Regions from separate parts of the Mus musculus genome. Here regions 1 and 3 are each linked to region 2. Evidence: chromatin contacts called from public HiChIP or PLAC-seq and capture Hi-C data. All regions are on one chromosome and are shown on one strand. Each heading gives the region's core, a stretch centred on a gene start, on an enhancer-like site or on the middle of the called end of the contact. The rest is flanking DNA. Distances are from core to core; before and after follow the strand shown.

The links. HiChIP or PLAC-seq counts read pairs in DNA pulled down with a chosen protein or histone mark. Capture Hi-C pulls out chosen DNA fragments and counts their contacts.
Region 1: a contact with region 2 is called in a capture Hi-C map of embryonic tail, with 4 times the contacts expected there. The contact joins two enhancer-like sites. A contact is called at or near these places in 1 of 115 datasets of contacts at active chromatin or transcription factors (the NIH/3T3 cell line) and 1 of 9 other capture datasets (embryonic tail).
Region 3: a contact with region 2 is called in an H3K27ac HiChIP or PLAC-seq map of the NIH/3T3 cell line, with 5 times the contacts expected there. The contact joins two enhancer-like sites. A contact is called at or near these places in 1 of 484 Hi-C or Micro-C datasets (bone marrow-derived macrophages) and 1 of 115 datasets of contacts at active chromatin or transcription factors (the NIH/3T3 cell line).

What each region holds. Positions count from the first base shown.
Region 1 is chr6:5,109,322-5,112,170 of GRCm38.p6, reverse strand. Ppp1r9a (protein phosphatase 1, regulatory subunit 9A) reads right to left here. Exons shown (of 16, transcript NM_001363809.1): 8 at 1,118-1,171. Among named protein-coding and RNA genes, the nearest start is that of Gm46949, 43 kb to the left of the region's middle. Within about 2 kb of position 1,585, at least 212 of the 459 cell types and tissues checked have an H3K27ac peak or open chromatin away from gene starts, as enhancers often do. A contact at or near this core is called in embryonic tail, where this site is marked.
Region 2 is chr6:4,455,723-4,458,683 of GRCm38.p6, reverse strand. All of the region lies in intron 1 of Gm46948 (a long non-coding RNA gene), which reads left to right. Among named protein-coding and RNA genes, the nearest start is that of Gm46948, 8.1 kb to the left of the region's middle. Within about 2 kb of position 1,318, at least 113 of the 459 cell types and tissues checked have an H3K27ac peak or open chromatin away from gene starts, as enhancers often do. A contact at or near this core is called in the NIH/3T3 cell line and embryonic tail, where this site is marked.
Region 3 is chr6:5,428,472-5,431,551 of GRCm38.p6, reverse strand. It overlaps Asb4 (ankyrin repeat and SOCS box-containing 4), which reads right to left. Exons shown (of 5, transcript NM_001355662.1): 4 at 1,699-1,812; 5 at 1-693. The coding sequence ends at 505. Among named protein-coding and RNA genes, the nearest start is that of Asb4, 40 kb to the right of the region's middle. Within about 2 kb of position 1,706, at least 16 of the 459 cell types and tissues checked have an H3K27ac peak or open chromatin away from gene starts, as enhancers often do. A contact at or near this core is called in the NIH/3T3 cell line, where this site is marked.

The DNA of each region.
Region 1 (2,849 bases), core at 336-2,835, 650 kb before region 2:
TTTATAAGATCTGCTTTTTAAAGTCAAAAAACAGTTTTCAGATAAAAAGGGCTTGGTTTTTTACAGCATCTTTAATGAATGCTTTATAGCAGTTGTTTAGGTACCAGCCCTGCTAGCTTTAAACTTAAAATTCACGGTGCGCCGCGGACACCATGAATGATGCTGAAATAAGCTTTGACTAGAGAGCTCCAGAGCGTATTAGTCAGGAATGCCACTTAACCAAAGTAGCCAGCTAACTCATCTCCACTTAACCAGCTAACTCATCTCCATTTAACCAGCTAACTCATCTCCATTTAACCAGCTAACTCATCTCCATTTAAAACACATGGAAAACCCAAAGCATGTATTCACTGTGAATCAGAAAACAGATCACTCGACGTAGGCAATAATTATTTTGTAATTTTAAAAAGACTATGGAAACAATACAGCATCGTTTGAAAGCAACTGAAGATATTTTTAAGTCTCTGAAAACATACATTTGATAGAAATGAACAACAATAGCTAGAACTGTATCTTGTACAAGAATTTTACAGTTTCCTTTGATGTCTCACTATTTCATAGAGATTAAAAATATTTTCTTTTATTAATATTTTTCTCTTCAACAAATTTAAATAATGTGAAGTGAGTATATCTCAAGATTTCCAGTAGCAGCTGAATCTAAATTAATTACACAATGCATAGAATGAGCTTATAACTTTACTTCTTAGACATGGGAAGTTTTTCCTAAAAAGAAATTAATGTTCCACATTAAAACAATACATTGCTTCCAGTAAATTAGCTGAAATTATTATAAGGTAAATGACAGAAAGGAGATTTGCTATACCAGCTTATATTTTAGAAATTAATACACAGATGCTTGAGCCATTAAAAATATTATTTTTAATGAAATTTCAGAGAGACTAAACAGTTTAAATCTACTTAAAACACCAAGTGCCCTGTGGCCTTCTCTGGTTATGTGCGGTTATGCTCAGTCTCAAGACAGGTCCATCGATGTACTTAATGTTGGAAATGACCATCTCATGGAAATATGCTCTCAAGTGCACGGGAGCAAATCCATTACTCCCAGAGTATCTGAAGTTTAAAGAGTACAATTCAAACACCACGGAGCGGTGCTTACCTTGGTCTTCAATTTTTGAATCTCTGCTTCTGTAACTGCATGTTTGATTTGCAACTGAAAATTGAAAAGAAAAACATCTCAACTAAGAGTGTTTCTATATTTTTAAAGACTCAGCAGCGAGAAGAATATCTTATGACACAATTAAAAAAATGCTCAGGACCCTGCTGCATTGCAGCAGGTTGTAATTACAAATGTCTAGCATGTAAAATGACTCAGTGGGTGCAAACTAATTAAACATAGGGTTTATGACTCACGGTCCCTAATATCCGATTAAGTTACCAGTTTAATTGCTAAGGGGCCAAAGAAAAGAAAACTCATTTCTTGGCCTCTGCTGCTCTGCCTTTACGATCTGAGCGTCCAGGAGCTGTTTCCTTCCTGAGGCTCGCCCACAGAATGGCTTGAGCCAGCCAGTCAACAGGCCTCGCACAGTGTGAAGAGTCATTCCCACATCGTGCAGAAAGGTGGCGCTGTGGCTCTGTGAGTCGCTCTCACATTCCGCAGAGCAGCTCTGCAGCAGAGGAAGGAGTGGGACGCAGTGGCACAGAAATCTCCGGTTTGTTTTCCGTTTGTGTTCCTTTTTAACCGCAGGAAAGGTACAGATTCAAAATTCTGCCTTCCAAAAGATCTACCTGTATAAAGACTCCAAGCCCCAAAGCATTTTCTTTACAACACAATAGTGGTCTTTGCCATTTGTTTGCTTTACTCCCCCGCCCCCACTCCCTCCCCGACCACGACTGTTTTCCTTCTAGGGGTCATTCATTTCTTTAAGGGCTAAACACCCTTGAATTTAGGGAAAACAGTTTACAGGTTCACAATTTGTTCTCTGGATGTTTTTGATGGGAAGGATGTTTTTGAAATTCCCAATTCTCCCGGTTTTATAGGTCCAAACAGCCCAGTGGAGGGTCTGGGGAGGGAGACACTTTGCAGCCAAGCCCATGAACATTTTCTGCTCTGCAGCTGAGCACAGCCACTAAGTGATGCAGGTGGCACTGTTTCTTTTGGTTATGCTGAATCCTAAATTGGTTTGCCACAAAGTTACTGAAGACCACATCCCACCATCTCACCCCCCCCCCTTTTTTTTTTGTCCAAAGTACTTCGGAGTTAGGACTGTACCGAATCTGGGTTTCTTGGTTTTATGCCACAATCTTAGTGGTCCGTCTCACTCAGATGCCATTAGCAGATACCCAAAGTGTGAGTGTGCCAGGCAAGGAAACTACACCAAGCTTTCTCAGTGAAAAATACTGGCAGAGGTCTTTTGTGCTCACCAGAAATCCTGATCCCTTAGTGAGTACAGCGATGTGGGGAAACTGAGGCTCAGAGCAAATGATCAACCTAACTGTACAAAAAAAACCAACACTAGAACTGGATTAGATCTTGGATATCTAGGTTCTGATCTTGTGCCATTTCTCTAAAAAATTAAAGATGAACTTTATAAGCATCTACTGAGGGGCTCTAGGCAAGATGCTGTAAAGATAACACCCCCCCACACACCTCTCTCAAATAAACAGCCATGATAACCTGCCACTCAAGAATAAAGCCACAAAAGAATATTCTTTAATATACAACATGGAAATGTATATACAACCACAAGGAATTATTTTCCAGAGGTATTATATTCTTAGAGAATAAAGCAAATTCATATGCCTGGATGATTTTTTTCCCATCCATTACTAACAAAAATATCTACTCTGTTGTTTAAACTAATCTGAGTGTGGGCTCTGTTTATAGCTTT
Region 2 (2,961 bases), core at 69-2,568:
TGGTGGTGCATGCCTTTAATCCCAGCACTCTCGGATTTCTGAGTTCGAGGCCAGCTTTGGTCTGCAAAGTGAATTCCAGGACCGCAGGGCTATACAGAGAAACCCTGTTTCCAAAGAACCAAAAAAGAAAGAAAAAAAAAAAAAAAGGCGTATGCTCGGAACAAAACTAAGATTCTAAGACGGAAACTAAGATTCTAAGAAGGATATGAAATCTCAGCTCATGATTTTTTTTTCCCCAGATCTGAGGATCAAACCCAAGGCCTTGTGCTTGCTAGGCAAGTGCTGTACACTGAGTTAAATCCTCAACCCCAGCTCATGATTTATAATAGGCTCTCTTATTCAGCGTGCATGAATGGCATCTATGAAACCCTACATTCAAGCCCCAGAAGCCTGCGAGGAAACACAGAAAAAGAGAGGTCTGTGTTAATAAAAATATTAAAACCATCTTTTGTAATATTATTCTTCATATTTTTATTGTTCTCTGCTTTTATGCAAAGAGAGAGATGATTTAACTTTAGGCCATTCAGTTTGTAAGAATTTGACAGTAAATAACTTTCGCATTGTGATGGAGGAGAGGAAGGGATACGAGAAAACTTTTAAAATATTTAAAACTTTTAACACTATTATTTGCAACCATTCTGCTGTAGCTTAATTTTGGGTAGTCTCTTCACTTCAGACATTACAGTACATCCAAGTAAAAGTAACCTTTGGCTTCTACAGGAGAAGGGTGTGGGCTCCCCGGGTGAGCAGTTTTTCCTCTGGGCCTCCTGTGGAATGGTTTGTGGAGACTGCAAAAAGCAGAGGCAGGCTTTTGGCTCCGCCCTCCCCTCCCCCACTCCTTCCAACTCATCACATTCTTATATAATCCAGCAAAAATCTGCTTTTGGTTAGAATGCAGTGGAAGGAAGGCAAAGGAAACCTTTTTTTCCTTCCCCCTTTCGTTAAATGTTCCAAGTTTGTAGGAGAGGTCTGTCAAAGCAACTAACCAAATGGAAGCAGCTGGAAGTCATTAGGGGGACTTGCCATGGACCACGATTAAAGCTTAAAGCGGGGTGGAATTTGCACTCTCTCCCTTTCTCTTTTTATAGTACCCTTAGCAAGTTAGTGTTCCTTTTGAAATCCGAATTAGTCATGTGACTATAAAGGTTGGAAAAGTATTTTACTCCTCTACATCCTGGAGACCACTCCACTGATTTCTGAGGCCATTACTGCAAATGAATAAATGAACACATTTGGAACTAACTGGTGCTCCACCGCGGCGTGCCTCCTATTTCATGATTATCCTCGCATCTTCCTGGTCTTGGTCTGGTTTGAAATGATAACCACTGAGTCACATTAAGAACACTTTGTGGTTACTTTCCTAGTCCGACATAATAACGGCCGCCTGGTTTTTAAGAGCCCAATTTTTCTCTCTTCTTTAACCGTTGCATCACTTTTCAGGATAACAGTTTCAAATGAGGTCCTCTAAGTTCCAAGTTTGTGTTGTTTCATCTTCCTGTGGGTTTAGGCTCCAGGCATACTGAGACCTCTGCCACTAAACCTGCCGGGTAGGGGCTAAAGCCACAACTCCTTGGAAGGAGGGCTAGGACTACTCCTGTGGGTGTGGAGAGCCCAGGCCAGCCTCCGGAAAGAGGCTGAGTCTGTGGAAAAGGAAACAATGATGGCTTGCAAGCAAATGCTTCCTTCATGGAGGATCTTGCTGCGAGGAGAGGAGAGGAGAGGAGAGGATGTGAAGTAAGGGAGAGCAGGTTTTTCTGGCATGTGTTTATTTCCAGCATACCATCTGAAAACAAACTCCCCAGTTACTGTGCAGCAATAGGAGAGGTTGTGGTGGAAAGGGGGCAGGGAGTGCAGAGCCACATATCAAGTTCTGAACTCCTAGCAAAATGAATTTGCACTGTTGTTTGACTGCCTGAGTCAGAGTTAGGGCTTCCGGAGATCAGTAGGGGCTGGAAGCACTTCTTAATCTTTCTTAGGATTTCTGTAGAGAACTACATAGAAAGCAAACAATGAAATGCATTTCCCCCCTCATACTTCCTTGGAGAACCTGTTTAAAGACTGGGAAGATTCTGGAATCTGGATGTTGTAAACCATCCTTGCTGTAATAACCAAGTGAAGTCCTTGTCGGAGGTCAAAAGGTCCTCTCCTGACTCCCACTGCCCTCCCACCCACTCTGTGAGACAAATTCTTTTCTGTCCCTGGATGAATTCCTGAAACAACACAATAGCTCTTTTGGTTGACCTCAGATAATGAGACATCTTGTGTCCTTCGAGCTTGGGTGGGTGGGGTATTTTGGTCATTAGAGGCTGGACTTTCCTGTGCTAGTCTCCATGGTAATTGAAGTTGAGGCTTCTCACTGTCCCTTACCCAGGTCTGTTGAAGAGAGTGGCTTGAAGGATTTGAAAGCAAGGGCAGGGAATGTTATCCGCAATCCCCTGCCTCCTGCCTCCTGCCTCTTCTCAACCCCTATTTCTTCTAGGCCAGATAACTGCAGCAGGAAGGGGCATGGGGGGAGGGGTTGGTTGCTGGAGGATTCATAGGAAAGTAGAGGCTTTAGTCCACCCCTGCTGGAATTGTGTGTAGTTGTTCTCTCAGTGTCTGGTAGATCGTTAGCACGGATGCTTCCCCCCACCCCACCCCCACTCCCCTGGCAAATTGTAATGCTTTGTTTGAAAGCTTCCCAACCTCCAAATCCCAAATCCCTGGGGAATGTAATCTTTGGGTCTTTGATTTATATAGAAATCCTCTCTGTAGGCTGTAGTTGTCCACGTGTATGAGCATCTCCCCGTACTCCTGTGTGAGGGATGTGTACCGTTAGTTCCCGTAGTACTTAAAAAAAACTCCGAGGCTGGATCTTTTTAATTTTGTGTGTTTGTTTGTTTTAGAATTTCATACACCACACCATACCCTTTCTAACTCTCATTTAGCATTTTTTCATTTGAACTCAAAATCATGACCTCT
Region 3 (3,080 bases), core at 457-2,956, 970 kb before region 2:
CTTTGATTTGGGGAGAAGGCGTTTCTAAAACTAGTAACAGTAATGTCTCCTCAATAGTCACTGGTGGGAGACACCAAGCTTAAGCGGTCACTCACAAAACCTGCTACATTGCAAACGAAACAATCATGTAAACGTATTACTGATAATGTAGTGAATGAGATTGGTTATAAGAAAATGTGGGTCCCTTTTGAGATGAAATCATATGTGAACATTTTACAAATTACATCAGGCACCTAATAAAAGTTGTCACTGTATGTTGTCACATGAGCTACTATAATAGTATCTGCCTTCTAAATGTAGCCATTGTGTCTGAAAATTCTTTAACATTTCTCGCTTATTTTCCCTCAGCATACTACTCTAGGATTAATGGCTTGGTGTTTGTAAAGTGTTTTAAAATCCCTAAAGTGTGATAACCAACCCAAGGACCATTTTATCCATGCAAACTGCGTCTACCCAGTGAGTCCCCTTAGAAATCTAGGATTGGCAACTGTTGTCTCCTAAGACTTAGTAAATGATTCCCTCTGGCTCCAAAAGCAGGTACTTCTTCAACGGCAGTGGGAGGGACAGCATAGGGATTGCTTTGTGGCATCTGTTGTGTAGCGCTTTTCGAATGGCACATCTTGACAGGTGCATGAGGGTTCTGGGGGTGTTGCAGCACACCTTGAAGAGAGAGTGGTAAAAATCCCAGTGTTTCTGGAAAGCAAGGTGGGACAGATTAATTTGAGGGCAGATCCTCAGCTTCCCCAGATAAAGACTCACACGGATGCACCTATCCCTCCTTTCCACATAAGAAGAGCTTTCTAGAGTCTCTGATCGTGAACAAAACTGAGCACCAAATGAAAATGGGAGGGCAGAAAGTGGCATGTGATAAGACTGGAAAGAAAAGCAGGGGTACACGTTCACAATCCAGGACATGATATAAACTGCCATGATTGAACTCAAACCAGCTCAAACCAAAATGGCGATTCTAATTCAGCTCAATATTATAGCATGTCCTTTATGTTCCTGGCAATACCCACTGGCAGCGGCTAGCAGGCAAGCAACGTGAAAAAGGTAAAAGAGCTAACAATTAGCAGAATAAGACTATACAAATGAGCCATTGGCCTCTAAGTCCAGGGAACTTTGTACCTGGCACCTCTCATATATTAGACACAGCGGAGCCTTCAGAAGTCAAGAACAGGATGCTCTGTGGGAAGGGCTAGTTCACAGATGGACCAAAGTCTCTAAGTTCACAAGTGAGGGCATGGTTCTACTAAGGGTTTTGCGTGTGGCTCACTGAAGACTCTGAAATAGTGTTTTCTGCTTAGTCATAAGCACCTAGATATAGTTGAAAGTAAACTCACTAGTGATATAAAACACTGTGGCATGCTGGAAAAATTGCTGAGTCAGCAGTCCTGGATAGTATCCCTTAACTCATTTAAATTAGAGGAAAATAAAACTGCCACCTCTATATATTTACTCAAACTTCTCTCAGAGAAATTCCCAAGACTTCCTATATCACATATTTGACAGATATACAAGCATAAAGTTTTACATTCTCAAACTTGCATTTTATAATCCTTTGTTTCATTACATTTGAAAAAAATAATAAACTTTGAAAGCACTCTCAAAACCAATGTGTTAAACAAGAATGCTGAGGGCTTATCCAGACATCTGGCAGCACTCCCTAGTGAAGACCACAGAAAGTGAATCATTTACCTCCAAGTCATCATCAGGAATGGCTCGTCTCCACTTTATGTTCCATCGAATGTGTTCATAGGCATTGACCACAACTTCAATGGCTTTCGGGCAAGAGTGGCAAGCCTGGATCACCTGCAGAGGAAACAGAGATCTTGTCACTTGGTGTGGGCACATGACTCACATCTCTCACAGACATCAAGAATTCCCAACCAAGAGTCACCAGTGAGTCAACCAAAGCCATCTTCCAGGAACAGCACCTGTAGTGGACTGGTGTCATACTCAGTCACTTTCTTTAAGAACGAAAGGTAATATGAGATGTAGTTATATCATTAGCATATTCCATTCCAGACTTCACTGAGCAAACAAAACCATGGTGAGCCAAAGTCATCAACATTTCCCACTGGACATAAAGGGATTTCATTTTAGATTCAGACTAAACTGGGTTATTAATCCACCTGAGCAAAGCTTTTACTAGCCATCAATATTGCGTTTATCTGCTAGAGCAATCAAGTAGCATTTGTTAGGTTACAAAATGTGAAGACAAAGCAGAAATATCCAAAAAGCAAAAACAAACAAACAAACAAACAACACAAACCCCACTGGGTTCTAATTATGATAATGAGAGAAAAAACAAAACCACATGAACTAGGTAAGACAAGTGCTAATAAAGGGTTAGCCCATGTAATTAATTAAGGGTTATATTACATGGTTTTAAAAAATCCCAGCTAAGGGCTGGTGAGATGGCTCAGTGGGTAAGAGCACCCGACTGCTCTTCCGAAGGTCAGGAGTTCAAATCCCAGCAACCACATGGTGGCTCACAACCATCCATAACGAGATCTGACTCCCTCTTCTGGAGTGTCTGAGGACAGCTACAGTGTACTTACATATAATAAATAAATAAATCTTTAAAAAAAAAAAATCCCAGCTACAGCACAATCCTATAATGACAGTATTTAGGAGGCTGAAGCAAGATTGAGGGTCCAAAGCCAGCCTGGGATACACATGTACCCAGTCCCTCAAATACACCAAAGATAAAAGCTTAAAAGTAAAATTTGAAAATAAAAGTAAAGCATAAAAACTGCATCAATCCAAGCCAGGGAGCTGTAGAGATTGGGTCTAGTCAGCACAGATCCTTGTTTGGAGGAGCAGAGATCCCCTCTCCATCTTGGACAATAGAAAGGTCTCTGGCATGTGTGCACCATATCTGAGTATGTGTGCCATGGTGTATCATCTCTCTACTGGTTAGATGAGGTAGAATAAGGGGAAAGGAAGGTCTTAGCTATCAATATAACCTCACATGGGTGCCTCCCACACTGGCTTCTTGTTTACATAGGAAGGTTTGTGTGAGTTCTACAAGTATACCCAAATTGCCAAGGCTTCTTCTCTCCATGTTGACTACA